Regions from separate parts of the Mus musculus genome. Here all the other regions are linked to region 1. A link is a contact called in public Hi-C data. All regions are on one chromosome and are shown on one strand. Each heading gives the region's core, a stretch centred on a gene start, on an enhancer-like site or on the middle of the called end of the contact. The rest is flanking DNA. Distances are from core to core; before and after follow the strand shown.

Region 1 (3,482 bases), core at 642-3,141:
CAGCCACAAAATGAAACCTAATGGAATTCTGCTCTATTCATGTTGATAGACATACATATAGGTCAGTATTTCGACCAGCCATCATCAGTGAAATTTTCTTCTGCAGCAAATGGAAACACATACAGAGTCTCACAACTGGACAGTATACAGAGAGTGAGCACTCAGTCCTAAATGGCACCAAAGCCCTCTTCTCTGGGTTCAGGAAACCTTGTGGAAAAGGAAGCCAAGAGTCTAAGAGGATGGAAGGTATGAAGAGAATAGGGTGTCTAAGCACACCATCAATGATGCACATAGAAACCAAAGACACTGTGGCAGCATGCACAGTTCTTTCATAAGCCTGCGCCAGATGAAGTCCCAGCACTGAGAGAAGTGAACACAAGCCCCCATGCCTAATCCAGAAGCTACCTCCAACTAATAATCACTACAAATGAAAACTCAGTTTTCTCCATGGGAGTCTCAGTGGGGACAGGAACCACTCTTAAAAGCAGGCCCCATACCCAGAAGTAGACGGTTGAAGTAAAGCAAACCCAATGACATCATTTGATGGTCTCTGTCTCAAAAGGTTTTGCTAGGGCTGGTTTGTTCTCTCCCTCTCTCTGTTTGGTCCTATTCTGGTATATTTAGATCGTTAACCTCATTTTACACACACACACACATATATATATATCCTGCTTGCTTCCTAAGGAGGGACAGAAAGGATGTAAATTCTAATGGGAAAAAGGTGAGGGAGAAACTTGGAGAAGTTGTGAGAGGGGAAACCATATCAGAATATACTGTATGAAAAAAGAAATGATTTTCAGTAAAAGAAAAATAGAGGGAAAAATACTGCCATAGGTAAATGACTCTAAAATCTATCTTTTACTTTCATAGAATGAATACAAAGAATTAGAGGCAGCCAAAGTCAAAAGGACAATTGTTAATAAACTGGGGGACAAATTTCTATAACGATCGCCAGTCATTTTTTGTCATCTAGATGAACTTTAAAATGTTATGAATTATTCTTCTTTTAATTTGTGTTCTTCAAAATAAAATTTTTATTTCTATAAGCAGGGAGAAAAACTAATTAGGAGACCTAGAGTTAATTTAACAAGTTAGCATATGTCTATATCTAGGCTAGACAAGAATGCATATTTTATTTTGAAAACATGAATGTGACGTACATATATTTAAGTCAAAGAAGATAATGAGAAATGAGTGGTGTGTGTGTGTGTGTGTGTGTGTGCGCGCATGTGCAAAAACAAGGGGACTTTTCAAACAAAGGGGACTTTTCAATTTTGGGAGGAAATAATTATTAAAGGCTACTTTTTATTGTATGTATTAATAGATTTTCATGTACATGTTTTGTGCCACAACAGGCATGAAGCAGAAACATAAGCTCAGTTAAGAGTAACAATGGGAATCATTTTCATTAGAAAGCCAGAAACTGTAATTCAAGTGAGAGATCTGCCTGACCAGGGAGGAAGTCAGACCTCTTCTTCCTCTTAAACTAACCAGCTGGTAAAGCAGATGTCTCTTTGCCTCCTTCGTTTCAAAAGACGCCATGCCCCTAACAGCTGGGGGAAGACAGAATGAGAGCTGGTGACTCCTAATGTTGATCACTGTTCTTTTAAAACTCCCCCCATGCAGATGCCTGAAAATAAGGTTACAGTGCTGAGGACCTAAAAACATCTTGAAGATAGAGGACACTCCCTTGGTCTGTAGAAACAGTCTCATACAGAAACTGTCCCCTCTAAGTTAGTGCCTTCCTTTTGGTGTCTGAGTGACTGCTCTACTGTGAAGAGACACCATGATCATTCAAGGCTTACAAATGAAAGCATTTAACTTGCTTGCTTACAGTTTTGGAGGTTTAGTTCGTTATCCTCAAGGCAGAAGCACAATGGGATGTTAGAGAAGCAGCCACATCCTGATTCACAATTGGGAGGTGTGGGGGAGGGGTCGCACTGGAAGAAAGTAAAGAGAAACTGTGCCTGGCACAGGTTTCTGAATCCTCAACACCCCCCCCCCCCACACACACACACACACTCTTTCTCCAACAAAGCCACACCTCCTAATCTTTCTCAAATATTGTCATTCCCTGATGCCTAACCCATCAAAGATCTGAGCCTATGGGGATCACTCATATTCAAACCACCACACTGTCCTAAAGGTGTTTGTTTGAATACATGGCATATATATCAAATTAAAATACTTTGAAGTTATGGTATTTAAGTATAAGTATTTCCTAAATGTGTTGACTTGATTAGCACTGACAGTTTTCATGAGGACAGTGCTAATCTCTAAGAAGTGTACAAAGCTCTTGAAAACCACTGCAGTCTTCAGAAACATTCATTATTAGAAGGTATTTAACAGACTGTCTCTATTACTTACAGTTTTATTTTTCATGCTGAGAAATCCAGAGTCCTTTTCATCACCACATTTAGAAAGAAAAGTCCAGAAAATGAAAAGTCAACAGAGGTGACTTAATCAGGATGTACCATATCACTACAACTGCTTTGGAGCCAGGGAATGAGAAGCAGCTGCCTGTGTTCCTGTCATAGCTATTGAGTAAATCAAACAGAGCTCGTTATGGTAAACCCATTAGGGCACACCGTCCTCAACTGCTAACATCTCAGCACTTCTAACAACAGAGATGTATTGACGTTAACATCACTTAATTAAAACACAGAGCTTGCTTTGGACAGCTTCCTCTACCTCTGGTCCTTATTATGTGCACAGGGGAGCCTGAGAGAATTAAGTCTGACTAGTTCCAGAGTGAGCAAACCATAAACTCCTCCAAACACTGAGATCCAGGCCCAGAGCATTCACCACCCCGTGCCTGCACGTGCAGTGTGGCTTTCCTTTAAGGAAGCACCTTCCTGGAAATAAAACGCAATCCTCAAAGAACGAGTTCAGATATATAAACCCTAGATGTTCCATAATTTTGCTGAAAAAGCAGATAGAGAATGTCTGAAACATTTTATTTAATAAGCTGAATAGCTGAGGTTTCTCAGTAGTGAAAATGCAGCCGCAATTACATAGAAACTCAAACACTTAGACCAAAACTCTCAAAGCGTTAGGACTTCCTCAGTTCCACCACTGAGACCCAGCTCCACTACTGCATGCATGACCTGAGCGCTAAATCAGTGCACTACTCAAGTGTAGCCTGTGACTTGACTGCCATGCAAGAGGCTTCAAGGCACGTCTCCAAACAAGGAGTGCAGGTCTGAGGATTGCAAGTTCACCACATTTTACCTATCCTTATGGTGTCTGAGGTATAACACTGCTCTATAATGGCAGAACAACCCACTTCAGAACGGAACAACTGAAAACCAAAAGCTCCATTTGTGTTCTATGTCCAGTAAGCTTATTCCAAATTAGACACGGAACAGAAGCCATCACTGCCGTCTCTGCCTGTGAGGGTCGCTGGAATGCCTGCTAGCCATCCACTGTTCATCAGCCACCTGATACCACTTTAGTTCCAAAGCACTTGGTCCTCGGCTCTC
Region 2 (3,715 bases), core at 589-3,088, 170 kb before region 1:
CAAACAACAAACAAACAAACAAACTTAGCAGAGATTGTAAAATCTCTGGTTCAATAACTCTGTCTTATTCCAACATGTATAAATACATGTACTAAAGAATTGTATATTCTCCCATTGGTCTTCCCTCTTTGATTTTCTTGTGTTTTGCAAATTGTATCTTGGGTGTTCTATGTTTCTGGGCTAATATCCACATATCAGTGAGTACATATCTAATGACTTATTTTATGATTGGGTTACCTCACTAAGGATGATATCCTCCAGACACATCCATTTGTCCAAGAATTTCATAAATTCATTGTTTTTAATAGCTGAGTAGTACTCCATTGTGTAAATGTACCACATTTTCTGTATCCATTCTTCTGTTGAGGGACATCTGAGTTCTTTCCAGCTTCTGGCTATTATAAATAAGGCTGCTATGAACATAGTGGAGCATGTGTTCTTACTACCAGTTGGAACTTCTTCTTGGTATATGCCCAGGAGAGGTATTGCTGGATCTTCCGGTAGGGAGTTACAGAGACAAAGTTTGGAGCTAAGACGAAAGGATGAACTATTCAGAGACTACCCCACCTGGGGATCCATCCCATAATCAGCCACCAAACCCAGACACTATTGCATATGCCAGCAAGATTTTGATGAAGGGACCCTGGTATAGCTGTCTCTTGTGAGGCTATGCCAGTCCCTGGCAAATACAGAAGTGGATGCTCACAGTCATCTATTAATGGAACACAGGGTCCCCAGTGGAGAAGCTAGAGAAAGCACCCAAGGAGCTGAAGGGGTCTGCTACCTTATAGGTGGAACAACAATATGAACTAACCAGTATCCCCAGAGCTCGTGTATCTAGCTGCATATGTAGGAGAAGATGGCCTAGTCGGCCATCAATGGGAAGAGAGACCCCTTGGTATTGCAAACTTTATATGCCCCAGTACAGGGGAATGCCAGGGCCAAGAAGTGGGAGTGGGTGGGTAGGGGAGCAGAGTGGGTGGGAGGGTATTGGGAACTTTTGGGATAGCATTTGAAATTTGAAATGTATATAAAGAAGATATCTAATAAAAAATAGCAAATAAAAAAAGAATTATATATCCTTTCCAAAATCTTGACACTATATTAGATATCTTCACTTTATGAGAACTGAATTCAGGTTTAGAGTACGTTAATGTGCTAATATGGAGAAGAGCTTCAATGTCAGTTTACCTTTCTGAACTTAATTTTCTAGCTACCCTAAAGAGAGCATCAGTTCTAAGTAGGCACGAGCTACAAACACTCGTGTGACCCCGTAAGGCAGTCAGCGAGGAGGACGGAGGTTGTGCAGATGCACGGGTCAGGCAAATACTGGGTGCTTCCTGAAGCAGAAACAAAGTGAAAACAGAGAGCACTGCTGTTCCTTTCAACCTACCCTGAGTGCCTACTATGTGCCAAGTACTCTTTTAGAGACTAAGAATAAAGGACCCAATCCCCTGCCTCACTACAGCTTATATTAAGTTAACTAGAGCATACCATTTGTCAGGTGACAATTCTGTTAGGGGAAAATAAAAGAGGAACTATGGCTGGGAGTGCTCCAACCCTTCACAGGGTAAGCGACATGGGACCAGTGCCTGAAGGTGGGTCGAGCAAGCCTTACAGATACTTAAGAGACAGCCATCCACACAGGCAGGATTGCAAAGGAAGTCCCCGAGGTGGGAGGAAGGCTGGCCCATTCTAGATGAGATCACCAAGTTAATGAAAAGACAAGAGTCAGAAAAATCATCTTGCAGGTCACCTAACAGTATCGGCTTCGGCGCTAAAGGAAATAGGAACCTGTTGGAATGTGTGTGCCAGAGCAGTGGTGGAATTACCCCAAATCATCAAAGCTGCTCTGAGTTCTGGGCTGGGAGTAAGAAGAGAGGCAGAGAGACTGCAGAGGGTGGGGGAGGCTGTTGCTGTTTTCTAAGCAGGAAGTGAGACGCAGATATCCAGGGTGAGAACCACAGCATTTGTTGATGGTGGATGTAGGGGGGAAGAAAAGGAGATCTTAAGAATGTCAAAAGAGCTGGGTGTGGTGGCAAACACCTCCAACTTTAATGCTTCTGGAAGTAGAGAAGCAAAATCATGGGTTTGGGGCAGCCTGGGACACATGGTGAATTTGAAGCCAGTTTGGCCAACCTAGCGAGGCCCTGTCACAAAATAAGAGCTAATGGTTGTGGGTGTGGCCCGATGCTATGGTGCTTGCTTAACACACACAAGGTCCTGTTTTAATTTATAGTTATGCTAAATAAATAAATACATAGAAAAAATCATATCATTTGGACTTAAAATTTCTTATATGGATTTCTACCAGGTTGTTTTTCGTGTCCATGGTTGTCTAAGTATCGTTGTTTTGCAGGGAATACACTGGTTTCCTCCACTCCATATAAATTCCAGAGTAGGGAATAGATTGGCCTTGGTCATGTCCGCCCATCACAATACAGCATAAAGACCTTGCTTGTTAGCATTCTGTAACCTGCTTATCTAAAAATGTACACTGCAATTATATGCACCCAGAAGGGGTTCTGTTATCCTGCAGAGTGGTACTCACTCTTCTGCTTTTAAGACACTAACTGGGCAGCTTAGGGATGTCAGCCACTATGCTGACTGCACATGTCTTTGAGGAGATGACAGGCTCAAAGGGTTGTGGCCAGAGCAGTTCCCGAGTTTTACTAGAACATAAGCCAAAGGCCTCTGCATTGTGTTCCCATCGGTGGGTTTTCACTGAGCCTAGAGCACTCCGGACAAGCACACTTACTAGTGTTAATATTCAACCTCTCAAATGCTGGGGTCCAGTGGCAAAAGCATAATCTCCCTCTAAATGTGGATGTGTAGCTCCGCTACGCGCCCCTCACTGCAGCCAGAGCATCTGTGACTTGGGCTCCCATGGAATGTGCGTTATTTTGGAAATTTTTCCTCATGGGTATGCCTCTGACATTAGCAAATCAAAGAAAATAGCATGAAATTCAAAGCCTTTCAACTTGAGATCTTGTGGTCTGGTGGAGAACTGGAAGAAAACAGAACATTAAACTATCAGTCTTCTTTTTGTTTCTGATTTCCTCTCTTATTTTTTTTCCAGAACATTTGCATGCCACTGGGAGTCTACTTTCTAATGTCTGTCTTTCAGTAACGCCCATTTCCAGAAGTAAGACACCCCATTATAGGGACCAAACTGTAAGCTTAAAAAACAAGAGGAAAAGGAAAAGAATAAGAGATTGGAAAAGCATTAACAGAGTATGCAACAAAGAGAGAGGGTATGTATGCTGTGTTTAAGAGATGAGGTGTCCCTTCAAACAGCTCATATGTGGAAGGTTTTGTCTCCAGCTGGTAGCACTAGTTTGAATGGGTCTGCAGATGTCAGGAGCAGGACTTACTAGAAGGAGACAGCGCAGAGGGTGCTCTGCTGGGCCGCATGCTGGGTGGACTAACTCTGTCTGTCACTGGCTCCGGGTAACAACACGACAAGCAGCTTGTTCTGCCACCCATTCCTGTCACAATGTGCTCTTTCACCACTGGCCCAGACTCGGTACCAGGCTGAACAACTATGGCTGAGACATCCAAAGCCAGGAGCCCACCGAGCCTCTCCTCCTGTTAGGTTACTAAGGACAGGTACCTTGTCAGGGTCATGAAAGTCCAAATGATACATAACGGAAAGAAAGACCAAGATCAGAGGACATACAGGACAGATATCACATGACAGGGTGCCAGTCCCGGA
Region 3 (3,538 bases), core at 358-2,857, 220 kb before region 1:
ATATTTTTATATATATTGTTTCGTTTTTTAGACTTATTTATTATATATAAGTACACTGTAGCTGTCTTCACACACACCAGAAGAGGACATCATATCTCAACTATAGATGGTTGTGAGCCACCATGTGGTTGCTGGGATTTGAACTCATGACCTTTGGAAGAGCAGTCAGTACTCTGAACTGCTGAGCCATCTCTCCAGCCCACCCCCCCTATTGTTCTTAATGCCAATGTTGTTCAAGCCTGAGACACAGAATAAGGGTACTTGGCTTTAGAATTTGCCTTCCTTGAAAACCACTCGCCATCTCTGCTCGGGCTTTCTAGGTTTCTGCAAAACAATGTGTCAAAGGATGGCTTCTCTTCCCCACATTTGGAGATCCAAACAGAATGGATGGCGTTTTTCACCTATTCTGCAGGTATGCAAGCCAGAGAGTCATACCACTGGCCCTGTGGTCTCTCTCTCTAGCCCCTTTCCCAAAGCCATATTAGACCTGCTCTGTACTGATCGCTCTGCAGAAGTGACCAAGACTATCTTCCCCTTTGTGTGACTAACCATTCAGATCCAGCAGTTCTACAACGCTGCCTGTTTGAGAAAGCCAAGGCCACCAAGAGCACAAGGATTACTCTGAAAAAGGCCCTAATTAATAAATGTTCTACATTTTTATGTGTGAATGTTTAATATTTAATTTTTCAATAATTTTATCATTTATAATTTATTAAATTTATCTTGTGGCTTGTATTTATTAAAAATTGATATACTTCCTATTTCTTTTACTCCAATGTTAGGTTATTTTTATGCAAAAAAAAAATGAACAAAAACCAATGCATTTAAGTTCCAGAACAGTTTTCTTACGGCCTCTTTCAGAGAATATTAAGACTCTAATATCCTAGGGTTTTTCTGTGGTACTTCTTCCAGGGTTGCCTCGATGGCTGTTGCATTTATATAGGTCAGTGGGTCATCAGTCGGTCTTTCAGAACACGACTTACCTGGTCTGCTTCCTTCTCTCCCCAGCGATCTGAGTCTAGAGTTTATTGTAACGCTCATTTCTTTGCTATAGGACTGGTGTGAACTGAGAGAAGTCATGGTCCACAAGCCACAGACTCTGTCTCAGCATGGATCAGTGGCTCTCAGAGACTGCCAGCTCAGTGCCTCCAGTGACAGGTAAGAGAAGGGAAAGATCAGCAAAAGCAGAAAAAAAAAAAAAAGTTGGAAGTAGAGTTTGGTGGCAGATGTCTCCACCTTTCATAAGCAAATGTTTTCTCAGAATGTGTCTGATGTCTGTGGTCTGTCGTCTGGATTTGCCCTTTTGTAGCACCTAAGAGGAAGGCTTTGACATGTAGTTTAATACAGAGAAATGTACCCATTTTTGTAGAGGGAATGCTGTTTCAGTTTCTTTCTATAGTGCAGTTAGAGGCAGCTCAAGTTGTGATTAAGGTTAGGAGGTTATAAAATTATGAGACGGAAAGGAATGCATCCTAAGATTCAACCAGCGAACAGCAGGTCCAGCCCATTCCCTGTGAAAATTGTTAATTGAGCATTTACTATGGGAGCGGTCTGAAAGGCTAGCTGGAGAGAGAGGGGAGAGGCGAGGGGCGGGGCTAGGGATGAGACACAGGTCAGTTCAGTTGGCTGTGTGAGCAACAGACGGCCGGTCTGACCTTTGCATCTCTAACATTTTACATGAGTCCACGAAAAAGGGCTCATGGGGTGCGGTGAGATACTGGATATAAACTCCTGAAAGCTGAAAGGTAGCACTCACCATAGTTGACGTTATTCCATGGCTCCTTGTGAACAGGCCTTCTCACCGGTGACCTGCCAAGTTCGAGGGCAGAGTTCACGTCTGTTTTCACTTTATTCCTGCCATCCTGCACAGCGCCTGCCTCCCACCAGCCCTCATTTAGATGACCAGATAAATTGATGTCCCTGTATGCAGTCCTTCGCTAGCTTGGAAGCCACAGGAAGGCAGGTTAGATGTATTACTCATCAATGTGTTTCCTAAGGAACCGGGAAGAATGAGTGTTACGGAGTACGGAGACAGATGGACGAGTGCTGGTTCCACTGAAGAGCGGCTTCTGATCAATGAAGCAAAGATTCCTGAAAGTCAACTATTTTTCTGATCCAGGCTCCCTACACCCACCCCATGCCCTTCTCCCATCCTGGCAATGTTTAGTTGGGGCTCCTTCAGTGCCAAATGGAGCTCTTTCCTGTATTCGAAACTGTTAAGACTCTGAGGAATTTTGATATAATACATTAAAACATTTTCTCAGCCAAGTGTTTTACACAACATGAAATATTTTTCTATGGTAATGTTTCTTTTATTGAGTTTTTTTTTTTTTTACAAAAATTATCACACATTCTACAGATATTCAGCAACACTTACTCAACTGAAACACAAAATAAAATTACAGAAACACCAAATACAGACATTTCTCAAATTAACCAGAGGCAATTTGTTGTGACTGGGGAATAAGAGGGCATGATCTGAAATGCAGACTGGGAGAACTTGGGATCTATTCTGGAATACATCACAGGGGTGGGACACCCTTTCCTCCTGACCCAGTAGTCAGGACAGAAGGCCCAAACACTCTGACAGTTGTACAAGAAGTCTCAAATCACAGCTTCAGGTGTCAAAAAGGTGACAGTCACCGAGTACATCATACAGCCTAAAATGAATGGGCACAAGAAGATGAAGATCATGTGCCAAGAGTTACCAATTTGGGAGTGTCAGCTTGGGGAAGAAGAACCATAGGCTAAGGTAAGATGATGTAGAGATAGATGGTAGAGGCAGTGGCTTTAAGGTCCAGATCACCCGAAGATTGTGAAAAGCCCCCCTCCCCCCCGGGGGGGGAAGAAACTCCAATCTGGGAACTGAAGCCAAGTTTGTGTCTGGTGCTCAGGGAAGCTGTAGATTAAGGATGCAAAGCCCAACTCTTAATACCTCCCTTTGCATCTCTAAATCACACTGTCCTTGGATGTCCCCGTGTGAGTCAGAGGGAAAGGTCAAGGAGCCTACAGCCTGGCCAGGGGTGGGGGTGGGGGTTGGCTGGGGCTGCCAGCAGTACCTCACACAGCTATTACACACAATTTTCTCCCATCACCCATGAGTCATTTTAGTCCTAGTTGACAGATGAGGACATGAAGTAGTTGCTGATATACAAAGAACCAGAGATCAGGGGCCAGAATGTACGTTTTCTGACCCCTTACCCACTAGTTTGTACTTTTTAGTCCTAGTTGACAGATGAGGACATGAAGTAGTTGCTGATATTCAAAGAACCGGAGATCAGGGGCCAGATGTACATTTTCTGACCCCTTACCCACTAGTTTGTACTTTGTTTCCTTTGTATCTCTTTTTATCGATACTTTGTACTTTGTTTCTCTTGGTATCTCTTTCTATCAATTTTTCCTCTCTAGCTGGTTTTCCTTGCTCACTATTTATAGTAGTGTTCCTCACCCCACCCCATTATTCTCTGATTCCCTGTCCTAATCCTTAACACCACCAGAAATGTTCCCAGCTGTCCCCTTATTTATTATATGCTCTCCC

The links. Hi-C and Micro-C count contacts between places; a contact is called where the count stands out from the background.
Region 2: a contact with region 1 is called in a Hi-C map of the HPC-7 cell line, with 1.5 times the contacts expected there. The contact joins two enhancer-like sites. A contact is called at or near these places in 1 of 15 datasets of contacts at CTCF or cohesin (the NIH/3T3 cell line) and 1 of 484 Hi-C or Micro-C datasets (the HPC-7 cell line).
Region 3: a Hi-C map of the N1E-115 cell line shows a contact between it and region 1, with 4 times the contacts expected there. The contact joins two enhancer-like sites. A contact is called at or near these places in 3 of 484 Hi-C or Micro-C datasets (the N1E-115 cell line, female germline stem cells and spermatogonial stem cells) and 1 of 115 datasets of contacts at active chromatin or transcription factors (embryonic stem cells).

Annotation. Positions count from the first base shown.
Region 1 is chr17:63,266,035-63,269,516 of GRCm38.p6, forward strand. All of the region lies in intron 6 of Fbxl17 (F-box and leucine-rich repeat protein 17), which reads right to left. Among named protein-coding and RNA genes, the nearest start is that of Gm41607, 30 kb to the right of the region's middle. Within about 2 kb of position 1,892, at least 21 of the 459 cell types and tissues checked have an H3K27ac peak or open chromatin away from gene starts, as enhancers often do. A contact at or near this core is called in the HPC-7 cell line and the N1E-115 cell line, where this site is marked.
Region 2 is chr17:63,091,488-63,095,202 of GRCm38.p6, forward strand. All of the region lies in intron 7 of Fbxl17 (F-box and leucine-rich repeat protein 17), which reads right to left. Among named protein-coding and RNA genes, the nearest start is that of Gm34324, 53 kb to the left of the region's middle. Within about 2 kb of position 1,839, at least 35 of the 459 cell types and tissues checked have an H3K27ac peak or open chromatin away from gene starts, as enhancers often do. A contact at or near this core is called in the HPC-7 cell line, where this site is marked.
Region 3 is chr17:63,043,659-63,047,196 of GRCm38.p6, forward strand. It overlaps Fbxl17 (F-box and leucine-rich repeat protein 17), which reads right to left. Exons shown (of 9, transcript NM_015794.1): 9 at 2,291-3,538. Gm34324 (a long non-coding RNA gene) reads left to right here. Exons shown (of 5, transcript XR_876901.3): 3 at 321-412; 4 at 1,055-1,158; 5 at 1,998-2,309. Among named protein-coding and RNA genes, the nearest start is that of Gm34324, 5.5 kb to the left of the region's middle. Within about 2 kb of position 1,608, at least 4 of the 459 cell types and tissues checked have an H3K27ac peak or open chromatin away from gene starts, as enhancers often do. A contact at or near this core is called in the N1E-115 cell line, where this site is marked.